Linked DNA regions of Danio rerio: region 1 is linked to region 2. Evidence: chromatin contacts called from public Hi-C data. All regions are on one chromosome and are shown on one strand. The core of a region is the stretch at or near the end of the contact, and the rest is flanking DNA. Distances in the headings are between cores, read along the strand shown.

What was found. A called contact is a pair of places that touch in the nucleus more often than the background predicts.
Region 1: a contact with region 2 is called in a Hi-C map of hematopoietic stem cells, with 2.7 times the contacts expected there. The contact joins the promoter of ift172 here to the promoter of mpv17 in region 2. A contact is called at or near these places in 3 of 18 Hi-C or Micro-C datasets (caudal fin, hematopoietic stem cells and an unstated tissue).

Annotation. Positions count from the first base shown.
Region 1 is chr20:42,112,152-42,119,031 of GRCz12tu, reverse strand. ift172 (intraflagellar transport 172) reads right to left here and starts at 1,407. Exons shown (of 48, transcript NM_001002312.1): 1 at 1,249-1,407; 2 at 855-998; 3 at 605-717. The coding sequence starts at 1,287. It overlaps si:dkey-221h15.4, which reads left to right and starts at 2,399. Exons shown (of 6, transcript NM_001386238.1): 1 at 2,399-2,925; 2 at 5,025-5,159; 3 at 5,286-5,385; 4 at 5,477-5,621; 5 at 5,706-5,831; 6 at 6,842-6,880. The coding sequence starts at 2,578. It overlaps trnaa-ugc (transfer RNA alanine (anticodon UGC)), which reads right to left and starts at 1,641; the gene lies at 1,570-1,641.
Region 2 is chr20:41,949,571-41,956,408 of GRCz12tu, reverse strand. mpv17 (mitochondrial inner membrane protein MPV17) reads right to left here and starts at 4,401. Exons shown (of 8, transcript NM_201165.2): 1 at 4,185-4,401; 2 at 1,489-1,571. The coding sequence starts at 1,561. si:ch211-243j20.2 reads right to left here. Exons shown (of 16, transcript XR_012396007.1): 16 at 5,567-6,838.

The sequences.
Region 1 (6,880 bases), core at 158-2,657, 170 kb before region 2:
TGGTTATGCAAATTGTGGTTTGGGTATTGCACAGCTTTTCACTTTAATTGAAATAAAAAAATATTAGAAATATGGCATATGGTGAATAACTTTTTTGATTTCAATTTGTTGCATATGATTAAAATAAAACAACACTGAACACCAACCAAAATATGTCTGCAGCAGCTTAAAATGACAAAAGTGTCATATTGATAAAAGTAAAGTGTCCACTTAAATTTTTTTAAAACTTCTGTGAAAATAAAATGTCAAATTGTGAATTGTGGCAAACATGCAATCTCGATAATTATTTTCCAATAACAATATAGATTTCGATAGTTGTTACTTCCAGAATTAAAAGGGTACCCCATCAATGACTCAAGTCACAAAAGTTGGAGGGTCCATTAAATGTAACAACATATTTTCGGCCGTAAAATTTTCGATGGCCAAAAATTCGATACATTTCTAATATCAACACACTTTAAGATTCCCATTGTTGAACATTTCTTCTGTGTGACTGGCTCTTAGATCAATATAGAGTAAAAAAATAAATCGTTTATTGGCCCAGCCATAAGTGTAACTAACAAGAACATGTGAATAATTAATAGCTGTTCTCAGAGATACCTACCACTCCTCTCCAATTTTGTAAACAAATATGATGTTGTCTGTTTGAGCAACTGCTATCTTGGTTGAATCAGGGGAAAATGCCATAGACTTGACCACATAGGTTTTCTTTCCATACTGCAACAAATTACACGCAATTAATTCATCGTTTTTCCTGGAGGCTTTACCAAATTTAGATACGTAATTAAGTACATTTGCAGAACACAGATTATTTTTGTATATAAAAATGCTAATAAAACGAGATGAGAGCTTACTTTTGGGTCAGCAGGCTTTGTTGTAAATCTGTCTCTTTTCTCTCCCTGCTCATCATACAAAATAACCACTCTATCAATAGTGCACACTGCAAACTTTGCATTGTTTGGAGCCCAAGCCATACAGGTGACTTTAGCAGCTCCATCCTAAAGAAAAGCCATAACAGACACATTAATGTAGAGGCTTGTAATCATTTTGCTCAGATTCAAACAGCACTCAGAATATGCTATCTATTAATATTTCTTTGCACAACGTAAACGACTAACTTAAATCAGACAAGACACAATCTTCGAAGTGTTGCTAAGGTAAGAAGAGTCATCATGACTACAAATAGCGGACCGCCGAGAGCTAGTTAGCGTTAGCTAGCATCGCTAAATAACGTCGTCAATATTTTACCTGAGGCGTTAAAAGAGTCTTCATGTACTTAAGCTGCATACTTCAAGTTTATAATAAGACTCAGGGCAGTTAAAAGAACGTATTTCTTGATATAGCCATAATAGTTGTCAGGCTGCAGACATTTTGGTAAACACAGCTTTCCCCGTGGTTACCGTCGCCAAGGAAAGAGCGTATGACGTAGTTACGTAAACGACACGTGGTTTACTTTTTTTACTGTCGTTGTTTTTGGAAATATTTTTTTCGACATTTCGACAAGAATAGTTGTATGTAGCGATTGCGTATTTGTTCAAGTTAATAGCTTTAGCTCGTAAAAAATGTTCATGGAGATGCCGGGGATTGAACCCGGGGCCTCATACATGCAAAGCATGCGCTCTACCACTGAGCTACATCCCCAACCCGTAACAAAGCTGGTCGTAAAGGTAAATATATATTTAACGGTGTTGCGTATATGCGTGACAACTTGAAATTATTCGGGAACATTCGCGTCAGCATGATTGATTTCTGAGTCACAGTTTCCTATATTAGACATGGGTTTGAGCAAAATGTTAATATTTGTGGGATCGCATAAATATGTGAAAACCATGAAAACGTTTCTTCTCAATTTAAAATACAAAAGTGTCATTTAAAGCATGATAAATGATAATAATTCAGAATAGCTTTTTTCATGATTAATTATCAGGGTTATTTCACCCAAAATTGATTTCTTAGCTCTTCTGAATTTAAGCATGTTGTAGCATAAAATATCTTAAAACATGACAATTTTTTTTACCTTAAATGTAAAATAAAATGCTCTGAAAGTCTAACTGGCATCAAGAAACATAAGTTTTAAGAAAAAAACAAAATGTACATTGTAAAAAAGTTGACTCAACTTCAAATTTTAAGGCAACCGGCTTCAGGACATTTTTTAGTTTAGTAAAGTTGAGTAAACAAATTTCCATACAATTTTAGGTTGAGTCAACTTTTTCCAGTTTGCTCAAAACTAAATTATAAATCCAGGGAAGACTAGAATTTTCAAGTGATCTGTCGATAGGCTTCCCTGAATTTTAATATACACACTAATCAAGCAAAAAAGCTCCTCATGATAAAATTATAACCTCATACATGTGGCATCATTATAATGTGACCACATGCAACTTCTAAAATTAACTCTGATTTACTCTAGGTGACAGGTCAAACAAATGCATTGTGACTGGAAACCAACAGATGGCATACAAAGACCCCGAAGAACAAGCTGTACTTGAGATCAAGATTTACTGAACTGCATAAAAAATAATCACCAGCAATGTGAAATTAGATTTCTCTTCCAAAAAGACTACAGACATCGTCATTATGGGCTTTGAGAAAATACTGCACCACCTCTGGTTCATAAAAGACATTTTTGAGCTAATTCTTGGTGCTGTCTTTTACTTTTTTGAAGCCTTCGTTCGATTCTTTATTCCACGTAGCAAGAAAGATGTTGAGGGAGAGATTGTTTTGGTTACCGGGGCTGCAAATGGGATTGGAAAACTGATTGCCAAAGAACTTGGACACTATGGAGCAACATTAGTTCTGTGGGATATAAACTCGGAGGCACTGGAGAAGACAGCCAAGGAGTTGAAGCAAGTACTAGATGTGCGTGTTTATGCCTACACCTGTGACTGCAGCCGAAGGAGTGAGGTCTACAGAGTTGCTGAAGTGGTAATATGTAATTAATGTATAATTAATATAAAGTTACATGAGTCTATATGTAAAAGTTTAAGTATTAAAATAATAAAAAAGACTCTTCTTAAGACTCTGACTGTTACAAATCATTAATTTCTGTAGCTGTCTCCTTTTCCGTATTTGTTCTCTTGTATTTTTTTCATTCCTTTTATACAGTCAGGTCTATAAATTTTGGGACATAGAGACAATTCTAACATTTTATAATTCTAACATTTTTATAAATATAACATATTTTAGATTTGAAAAAAGTATATCACATATTTTTTTTAATTTTTTTTTTTAATATTTTTACAAAAATACCCATTTGATGACAATTAAAAATGGCTGACTTAGAGAAATGCAATATAAAATCAAAGCTGCAAGCAGCGATGAAAGGGACCTCGCACCCAGGCTCACCACCGCCTGGTGGCCTTAGGATGACAGAGAACAGCAGACAATATTAATTTAAGTCGATATATATAAAAGCCTGAGAAAATCACAGATTTTTGCCAAACTTGCTTCTGTCAACAGGTGGTGCTATATCTGTGACTGGATATTGGCATGTAAACATGTTCAAGTCAGGACTTTTATCATACGTGTGGATTTTGAGGCAGATCAGACAATGCATGTTTTAACAACTTCCTTTTTCGCGGCGAATCATCAAAGTTTGTGAGGCCGCCAAGGACACACCCTTCTACGAAAACTCTAGATCTTTGCAATTTAACATCGCCAAGGCCTTAAGGTGACAAAACACAATTTTGGTGTTGACTGGATAAAATTCCTAGGAGGAACTTGTTAAAATACAATGCCTGGAAATGGCAAAAATGCCACTTTTTCGGGGCAGTAAGTTAAAAATATTATTTTCGTGCGTGTGCATGAACCGCAGTTCGTTGGCCAGTCCATCAAAAGTGCAAAGGTGGTGCTGTCGAGTCATTTTGCCACGCCCACTTCCGAAACCTATATCAAATGTGAATATTCACATTTCTGGGGTGTGTGCAAAGTTTTGTGAGTTTTCGAGCACGTTTAGGCCCTCAAAATCGCAATTTATTCCGCGGAAGAATAAGAAGAAGAAATGGAGCAATTCCAAAAGGGCCTAAGCACTGTAGGTGCTCGTTCCCAAATAATACATAGTCTCCATATCTCTCCTAACCATAGACATCTTTTTAACCCTTCTAATTCACCCTTCTAATAATGTGTTTAAAATGTAAAACTGATGTGGGTACTTTAGCACATTGTATGTGGTCAAATGTAAAGGTAGTCTTTGGTGCTTGGGGAAATTGAAAGGATCTTTAACATGCAACTGAATTTTGACCCAGTTTCAATGATTTTGATTACCTAATGGACACATTTTGTCATCAGCTAATAAGAAATTGTATAATATATTAACGTTTGGCGCCAGAAAATGTTTTACTTAATTGGTTGGTTAGGTTGACAGAAGATAATTTGGGTTAATTCCCCTTGAACATCTTACCCATGTATTACACAAACAAACAGAATATTTTTTTCAAAGTTTTTCAAGGACTTGTCTTTGCCCTATCATATTAAAAAGATTATTGTACCAATATTATCTGAAAATTAATTAATGCATTTAGCCCTTGCTCTGATCTGCTTCATTTGGGGTAGTCCTGTTTTATATATAATCTGAGCTTTTTTCCCTTTACTTTTCCCCGTTTTTCTCCCTTGTTTTGTGTTGATATTTTTCTTTGCGTTTTTTTTTTAAGTTGCATTGTTATATCTGTATTATAGTAAAAAATCTACTTACTAATTGTGATTTTAAATGTTTATTTTCGTCACCACTATTTTTAGATTTTATACAGCAAGAAGTTTAACATATGCAATTTTTCTGTGATCACTTATTCTTAATTTTTTTAATAAGTACATGTCAGAACAAGTGTGTTATTTTTACAAAAATGTATCTCACACTGAAATGGCAATGGAACATTGTTTTGCCATTACTTTGCCATTTTATTTTCACAAAACTTATGGAAAATATTAAAGTAGACACTTTGCCTTTAAAATGGTGTACATATATCAGTTAATCAATTTAATTTGACACAAAATATCATAACATGTGTGTTAATAAAACATTTCAACAGGTCAAAAGGGAGGTTGGAGATGTGTCAATCTTGGTCAATAACGCTGGAATGGTATCAGGAAAATACACTTTTCTTGAAGCCCCTGACAGTCTGGTGGACCGGACACTACGGGTCAATGCTGCTGCTCATTTCTGGGTAAAAATAAATAAATAAAATCAGCATTTTCCTCCGGTATAAATTCTTTATTCAACATTTTTTTAATGTTATGGGAACACTGAGATCACTGTTATCTCAAAAGTTTCTCGATGTTTATATTCACAGACTTACAAGGCATTTCTCCCAGCAATGTTGGAACAAGACCACGGGCACCTGTTGTGTGTGGCATGCCATGGAGCCTTGTTTGCAATGAATGGCCTTGCAGGTATAATCCTGAATGCACAATATCTCACATTTAGATTCACCCAAAAGACATTTTAAAATGTAGCACTGCCAACATGTATTTTGATCCACAGACTATTGTGCAAGCAAGTCTGCAGCAGTGAGATTTGCAGAATCTATTGCACTGGAGCTGCTTGTACTTAAAAAGGAAGGGATCAAAACAACAATAGTGTGTCCTTATTTAATTAATACAAACATGTTTGGCGGATGTCAAACTAAGTAAGTCAACACAGTTTCTATGAAATCTGATTAGAGATGAGTGCTCTGATTATGAAATAATGTTGATGTTTTATCTTTGTTAAGGAGACCGTTCTTTCTTCCTGTCTTGGAGCAGAGATATGCAGCAAAACAGATTGTGGATGCCATACTGCAGGAGAAGATGTACTTGTTGTTGCCATCAAGTCTGTCTCTTTTGATGGCACTTAAGAGGTATTTTAGACTAATGAATACTTCTGTGTTTTTATCTATTTATTAATCCTTATACTTTTGGGCAACATGTAACAATTAAATTAAATTATTAAATGTGAAATTAAATTTTAAATTAAATGTTAAATGAATTAAAATGTTAAATTAAATGTTAAATTAATTAAAATGTTAAATTAAATGTTAATTTAAATTAAATGTTAAATTAATTCAAATATTAAATTAAATGTTAAATTAAACTTTAAATTTAATTGAATTTTATATTATATCAAATATTAAATAAAAAAATTAAGTATTAAATTAAATGTATTTCTTTATTAAATATTAAATAAATGTTAAGTTAAATAAAATAATAAATTAAATATTAAATTAAAAGTTTAATTAAATAAATGTTAAATTAAAATGTTAAATAAAGTTAATTTAAGGTAAATTAAATAAAGAATATTAATAAGAAAATTAAATTAAATGAAATGTTAAATTAAATATTAAATGTTATTAAATTAAAAATGTTTTTAAATTTTAATTTTAAATAAATGTTAAATAATAATTTTTAATGTATAAAATTTTAAGTTAAATTAAAAGTTAAATTAATAAAAAAAATGTATGTATATATATATATAAATAAATTTAATGTTAAATTAAATGTTAAATTAAACTGAATTAAAATGTAAAATTAAGTTAAGTTAAATGTAATTACATTCAAACAAAACCATATAAATTCAGTTATCATTTACTCATCCTAAAATTGCTACAAACCTGTATGGGATTCTTTTTTTTGCTAAACACAAAACAAGATATTTTGGGAAACCGTATTTTGGTACCCATTGACTTCTGTATTTTCTTCCTATTATATTCTTCCTGAATTCTTTAAAATATATACTGTTTGTGTAGATAAAAAAAAAAACTATTTAAAACAATTAGTAAAAGTAAAATAACAAACTCCTAAACAATGTAATAAATGTCCTAAATAACTATTAATGACTTAATTACTTGACCTGCTGTGTGTTCATATTTAGTGTCATGCCTGCCAAACTGGGGATCATCTTTGTGAACTT
Region 2 (6,838 bases), core at 3,152-5,651:
TTGGCGGTTCATTACGCTGTGGCGACCCCAGATTAATAAAGGGAATAAGCCAAAAAGAAAACGAATGAATGAATTAATTAATCATACAGGGCTAAACAGAAATAACATTAACTTAATAGTTAGTAAGGTTGAAGTTATGTTTTGGATGGGATTAGGGATGTAGAATAAGATCATTCTTTATAAGTACTAGTAAACAGTTAAAATCTTAATAATAGGGATGAGCCAGTACATAATAGCATGAACTCTGACTTAAACTACACCAAAGAACATTTTGGCTGTTTGTTCAAACTACTTATTAAAAATGAGCTGAATAGATAAAATTCTTGTAATTTTTTGGGCACAACTTAATTATTTTATGTTCAATCCACTTTTAAATAAACTTAATTTGTGTTGGCACAATATAAAGGAATTTATCTGAAGCCCAGCATTTACCAGTGTAAAGCGTTACCAAATTAAGAGAAAAATATCAGCTCTGACATTCTCATGTTACTATCATTATACCACTAAAGTCAACCAAGCTCCTTTCTGCCGAATTTGTGTTCATGACCTACGGATACAAAACTTGAAGAGCTGATTGAGAACCATAGTCAGCATCTCTTAGGATAGGGAATCTTTTTTGTGTGATATATTGTTACAAAAATTATTGCGATAAGCGTTATTATTGTCATTTTGAGATCATTTTACACCACTAATTATATAATGATCATATAACATCATAATAATGCAAATAGCCATGGACACTTAAATATTTAGCACTTTTAAGGCTATTTAGATTTTATAATTTGATGTTAAAAAGTTAAATGTCCTATTATATACAGTATATAATATTAAATGTCCTATTAGGTAAATGTCCAATTATAAACCTGTGAGGTAAAATGTAAACATCATTGTAAAATGGCTTAAATGTTATTCGTGAACTTGTAATTATATATTGAAACGGCAAAAATGATTGCAGTCATGTCCAAGTATTGCACAATAAGTTGATATATTGATTATTGTGACAGGCCTAGACTTATCCAAAGACTTCAGTAGGACAACTCTGTAAAACATTGGACTTAAAGCTGCTTTGTGCTGCCATCTTCTGGCAAAAGGGTGTAATTACAGCAATGAATTAATGAATGAATGCAATTTTTTATTTGAGGTAGGAATATTATTTTCATAATAACATTTTAGATGAAAATATAATGAATTCCTGATTCATTACGAGTTAAAATTACAAGCAAACCAACATCCTGAAATAGACCTTCCCCCTTAATCTATGTAAAACCCACAGTGACAAAGTTCAAGCAAACAACTAAACAAACTGCTGCTTAGGGAGGTTTCTGTTGTTTATGTGGCTGATTAATTATTCAGGCTCAAAAATAACCGTGCTGTGTAGAAGTGATAGTGTAAACAGGAAAGGTAAACATTTAGTCAGTAGCGTCTGAGATAGAGTTGACCTGAAGAGAACTGGAAACATCAACTACATGGGTGGGAAAAAGCACTTACCAGCAGTTATAATCTGTACCTTCCATGGGTGTTTGGCCATCAGAGCCTGATAAGATCTCCAAAGACCCGCCATGAGACAAAGTCTAAAAAAAGAAAACAGTGAACAGCTCAAATTACTGCAATGAAAACTGCTGCAGAAATAGACAAAGATCAGAAGTGATAGTTTTAGTGTGCAGTTTGCTAGAATAATATTGATGCCACATTATGACAAACGGTTATTAGAGAAAAAATATATACATAAATCCAATATCCATTCCAAAATATGCATTATAATGTATGTTATTTTATCAGTGGGCTTGTTCTCTTTGGAGGACAAAACCTGCAAAAGTAATAAATAAATATGCAAATATATAAATAAATGAGTGAATAAACTCATAAATTCCTGCATAAATAAAACAATAAATAAATATGCAAATATATAAATAAATGAGTGAATAAACCCATAAATTCCTGCATAAATAAAACAATAAATAAATATGCAAATATATAAATAAATGAGTGAATAAATCCAGAAATTCCTGCATAAATAAAACAATAAATAAATAAATATGCAAATATATAAATAAATTAGTGAATAAATCCAGAAATTCCTGCACAAATAAAACAATAAATAAATAAATATGAACAAATATAAATATGTTTACTCATTTATTTATATATTTGCAGTTTTTTATTTATTGTTTTTGCAGGTTTCGTCCTCTATAGTTCTCTAGGGGGGAACATGTTTTCTGAAGTTATATATGCATTTTACATTTTTGTAGATTGTAAATGTTTTTTGTGACATTTTTACAGCGTTTATAACAATTTTATTACATTAATAACGTGCTTTTGGTGTCGTTTTTCATAGGCTGATGATTTCTCCCAGGTTAAAACCATTTAGGCACATAAATAAGAGATTGAGCATGATGATGTACATTTTACAGTTGCAATCAACAATTATTAGCCCCCCCATCAATTTTTTTTCTTTTCTAAATATTTGCCAAATGATGTTTAACAGAGCAAGGACATTTTCACATTATGTCTGATCATATTTTTTCTTCTGGAGAAAGTCTTATTTGTTTTATTTCGGCTAGAATGAAAGAAGTTTTACATTTTTTAAAAACATTTTAAGGTCAAAAATATTAGCTCCTTTAAGCTATATATTTTTTCGATAGTCTACAGAACAAACATTATTATACAATAACTAGCCAAATTACCCTATCCTGCCTAGTTAACCTGGTTAAGCCTTTAAATGTCACTTTAAGCTGTATAGAAGTGTCTTGAAAAATATCTAGTCAAATATTATTTACTGTCATCATGGCAAAGACAAAATAAATCAGTTATTAGAAATTAGTTATTAAAACTATTATGTTTAGCAATGTGTTGAAAAAATCTTCTCTTCATTTAACAGAAATTGGGGGAAAAAAATAAACAGGTGGGCTAATAATTCTGACTTCAACTGTATACTTGTCATGTTGAACGTTACATTAAAGTGGAGAAAATTAATTTGTGTAGTTTTGCCAAACACTGAGGCAGAAAATGTGATCTGAAGTGTCACACATCATGTTAAATACATTAATAAATGAATTAATAAAATAACTACAAATTATCACATTTTAATTTTAAAATACTTCTTAAACAATAAATATAAATGTGTGAATGTGTTTTTTCTGTTAAATTCACAAAAATACAAACTTGATAAACAATATAATTTACTACAAAATAAATAAATGAGTGAAAAACTAAATAAATATAGCACTGTAAATATTATGAAATAAAATAATGCATAAAAACAATATTAAACTATTTTCCCCCCAAATAACATCTATTACGTTTTATGTGCAGTTTACATAGATAGGATTTCTTATTTAATTAGTGCAAAACAACTAAAAACAGAGCAATACAAAGTAGATGAAATGAAATAAAGCGATAAAGTTACAAGGTTAATAAACAATTACAATCACAGCATACAAAAGTGTAATTAATATTCTCTTTTTTTAACATTCATTGTTTAACAGAAAGATGTTTTGAGTGCTTTCTTAAGTGAATCCTGGAATTGTAAGTAAGTCATTTTTAATTCAGAAAAAACAAAACAAAAAGCGCTCTGGGGTAAGTTCAAATGTATGGTCGGTGCTCTTTGGGTAAGGGATTCATCAAATCTGCAACAAGAATCAGTCCAAGGCACTCGAGTAAAGTGAAAAAATTAAAAAGCCTTTATTCACATGGCTAGATCTCTAAAAACCAACGCGTTTCGGCAGAAGTCTGCCTTCATCAGGGTAACATCAGGGTAATAAAGTCATTTTTAATCTCTTGTATAAATGCTATAATTATTTGGCTTAATTCAATATTCTCCGTGAAAGTTAGTGCTCCTCAAAGTCATTTAATAGCGCGCTCACGCTGATCAAAGGCGCGTGCAGTGCGCGTGGCCGCCGCACCATACATATTCAATCTTAAAAATAAAACAAATATTTTATTTTAAAGAACTGGATAAGAGTAATTCGGTTTCCTACTATATTCAAATTCAACACCAACAACGTGTCATTCATTGCATATATTTATTTTTCCATATTAACGGTAAATACAACTTCTTGTCTTCTCCAGAGTGCACACTATAATTAAGCATTAACGCTGCTTTAATGTACAACTCGCGCACAGTTAGTTTCATCTCGTGACCCAAGTTCGACTTACTAAAGAAGTTAAAAGAAATGTATTCTCACCTTTTCACTTAAAGAGATGTGAAACAATGTATTAAAGAAATGTTGGAGTTGCTGAAATTATAGCAGGTTGACTCCTGTTTTCAAACACAGCAGTCAAAAGAAAAAAGAAAAGAGAGAACTTCATAAAATGTGACTTTAAACACTGAACTCATTCAGCCTAGTCCATGTTGACCCGATTCAACTCATTTTACACAAGTCAACATAAGGTGATGCTCGACTGCGTTGTGTGAAGCAAGACAACGCTTACTATTTCAAAATAAAAGTCATTATCGTTAGCGGAAACCCCAGACAAGAAGTTAGTTGATATTATTAAAAATAGTTAATATAATAAAAATTATTTAAATTATTTTTTAAAATAATTATTTTTAAGCATCACAAAGAATATGTCTAATCGATTAACTTATGTCGACTAGCATCGAGTAACTGAATTTTATTTTGAAAAATACAGGGAACACCACACAAAACCAGTGTTTAAAGTAGGGATGCCCAAACTTTTTCTTATGTAACGTTAGGGCCAAAAAGCTGTGGGCCCAAGGTAAATATACCATGGGTAAGCAATCACATTTTAAAATAACTTAAAATACTGCTTTATATTAACTAATGTACATTTTAACCAAAATTATAATGAATTTATAACATTAAAAAACAATCCCATTTATAACAGAATGGAGTTCAATACCGATTACACGAGTCAAGCTCTATCCGTTTATGCCTTGATTTGATGTCTCGCTGATGTCTTCTATCCCTACCTGTAGAGCGGCAGTATTTACATTTTTAACATCAATCATTTATAACATTTAATTGAAACATTTTAGTTTAGCTCAGCGATTAAACAATCAACAAACGCTGTTATATTAGAAACGCTGTTATATCAAGTATCGCCCCGAACCATCCCATCAGTCTCTTCTCACACTGTACAGGCCAACTTTGGCCTGCGGGCTCTAGTTTGGGCATCTCTGGTTTAAAGTATAACTTTCAATAATCATATCGTTGACCAGTTATTAAAGAGAAAAGTAAATGTAGTTTTAGTTAGGCACAAGATAGTTTATTAAGCTTTTAATAGACACAAAATGTTTATAAGTGGAATGGCTTGCAGCTCTGGAGGTCAGTTTGAAGCTTTTGAACGGATAAACCATGAGAATCACTCATACAAAACTATTTATTGTACACATTTTTCGAGAGCTAAATAAAGAAACATCTTTTTTTCCCCTTGCAAAATGTAATGAAATCTGACAGTGCTTTATTTAAAATACCACATAACCAAACTATAAAATTACTGTCAAACTATAAATCAACTATAAAATCACTATAAAAGACATGCAGTGTAAAGTATAAGTTTAAATATTCAAATCTTAGACATTATTGAAGAGAAAAAGCAACAGTTTTAGTTAAGCACAAGATATTTTATTGCGCTTTCAATAGAGACACAAAATGTTCATACTGTAAGTGGAATGGCTTGCAGCTCTGGAGGTCAGTTTGAAGCTTGTAAACGGATAAACCATGAGAATCCCACACACACACACACACACCATTTACTACACATTTTTCGATAGATATACCGAGAAGAAAGGTATTTTAAATGGCAAAAGGTCGTGAAATCTGAATCCTTAACTGAGATTTGACTGTGCCTTATTTAAAATCAGCCATAACCAAACTATAAAATGACTGTACACAAAACAAAAACAGGTCAGTTAAAATAGAAAAGCACAAACTACAATAAGACATATTACACTAAGAGTCCTGAGACAAAGATGTACATTTCCGAGTTACATTTTGACAAGTGGGACCAAACAGACAAATCAATTTTCTATTAAATAACGTGCAACACTCCTCTCTAGGTGGAAGCTGTGATCAACTTCTATTGTTTGATCATGTAAACTTAAGTGTATCACAGATTGTTTTATGCATATGATTACTGTCACTATCGAAAGCAATGGCTGATTCAATCTCTCTTTTGATTTAAGACCTTCACAAAGTTTCTTGTAATTATTTCTCAAATTTTCTCATAGCTGATCAATGCCACTTAATCAGTCATGACAAGTAAAGCAGTGAAAAAAATAAATAAACACTATACACTCTTTAAAATTCAAGTATTTAACAGAAAATGGTTGCAATTCAAATTTTAAACCTAGTTTGGGTTCTCTCTGTGGCACTGTAGTGCTAAATGATAAGCAAATAATAATCCTTTGGACTAATTTTTTCATTAATTTCCCACATTTTTTATATACAACAAAAAATAATAATAATAGAAAAGACATTTAACATCCACTTCAGCCTTCAAGACATGAATGAATTAGAAAAAGAAAACAATATTGTTCACAATCAGAGCTACAGTAATGCAGTAAAGCAACAATATCTTCAAATTTTACAAAGATTCTATATTGTAACATGTATGCAAATTATTAGCAATGCTTTAATAAAGGCAGATGAAACTTGAGCTAGAGGTAAATGTTTCCTCATTTCGGATAATTTGCTCAAAAACACACTTCAAATGCACATGTACGCCATACAAGATGACATGAAGTCATCTCACATTCACAAGCAATTATTTATATACCGTGATTTGCACAGTATAAAACTGTATAGTCATACTATAAAACAGTTTCACCATTTCAAGCACACCAATAAAGAAACTAGTGAAATAAGTCCGCTCA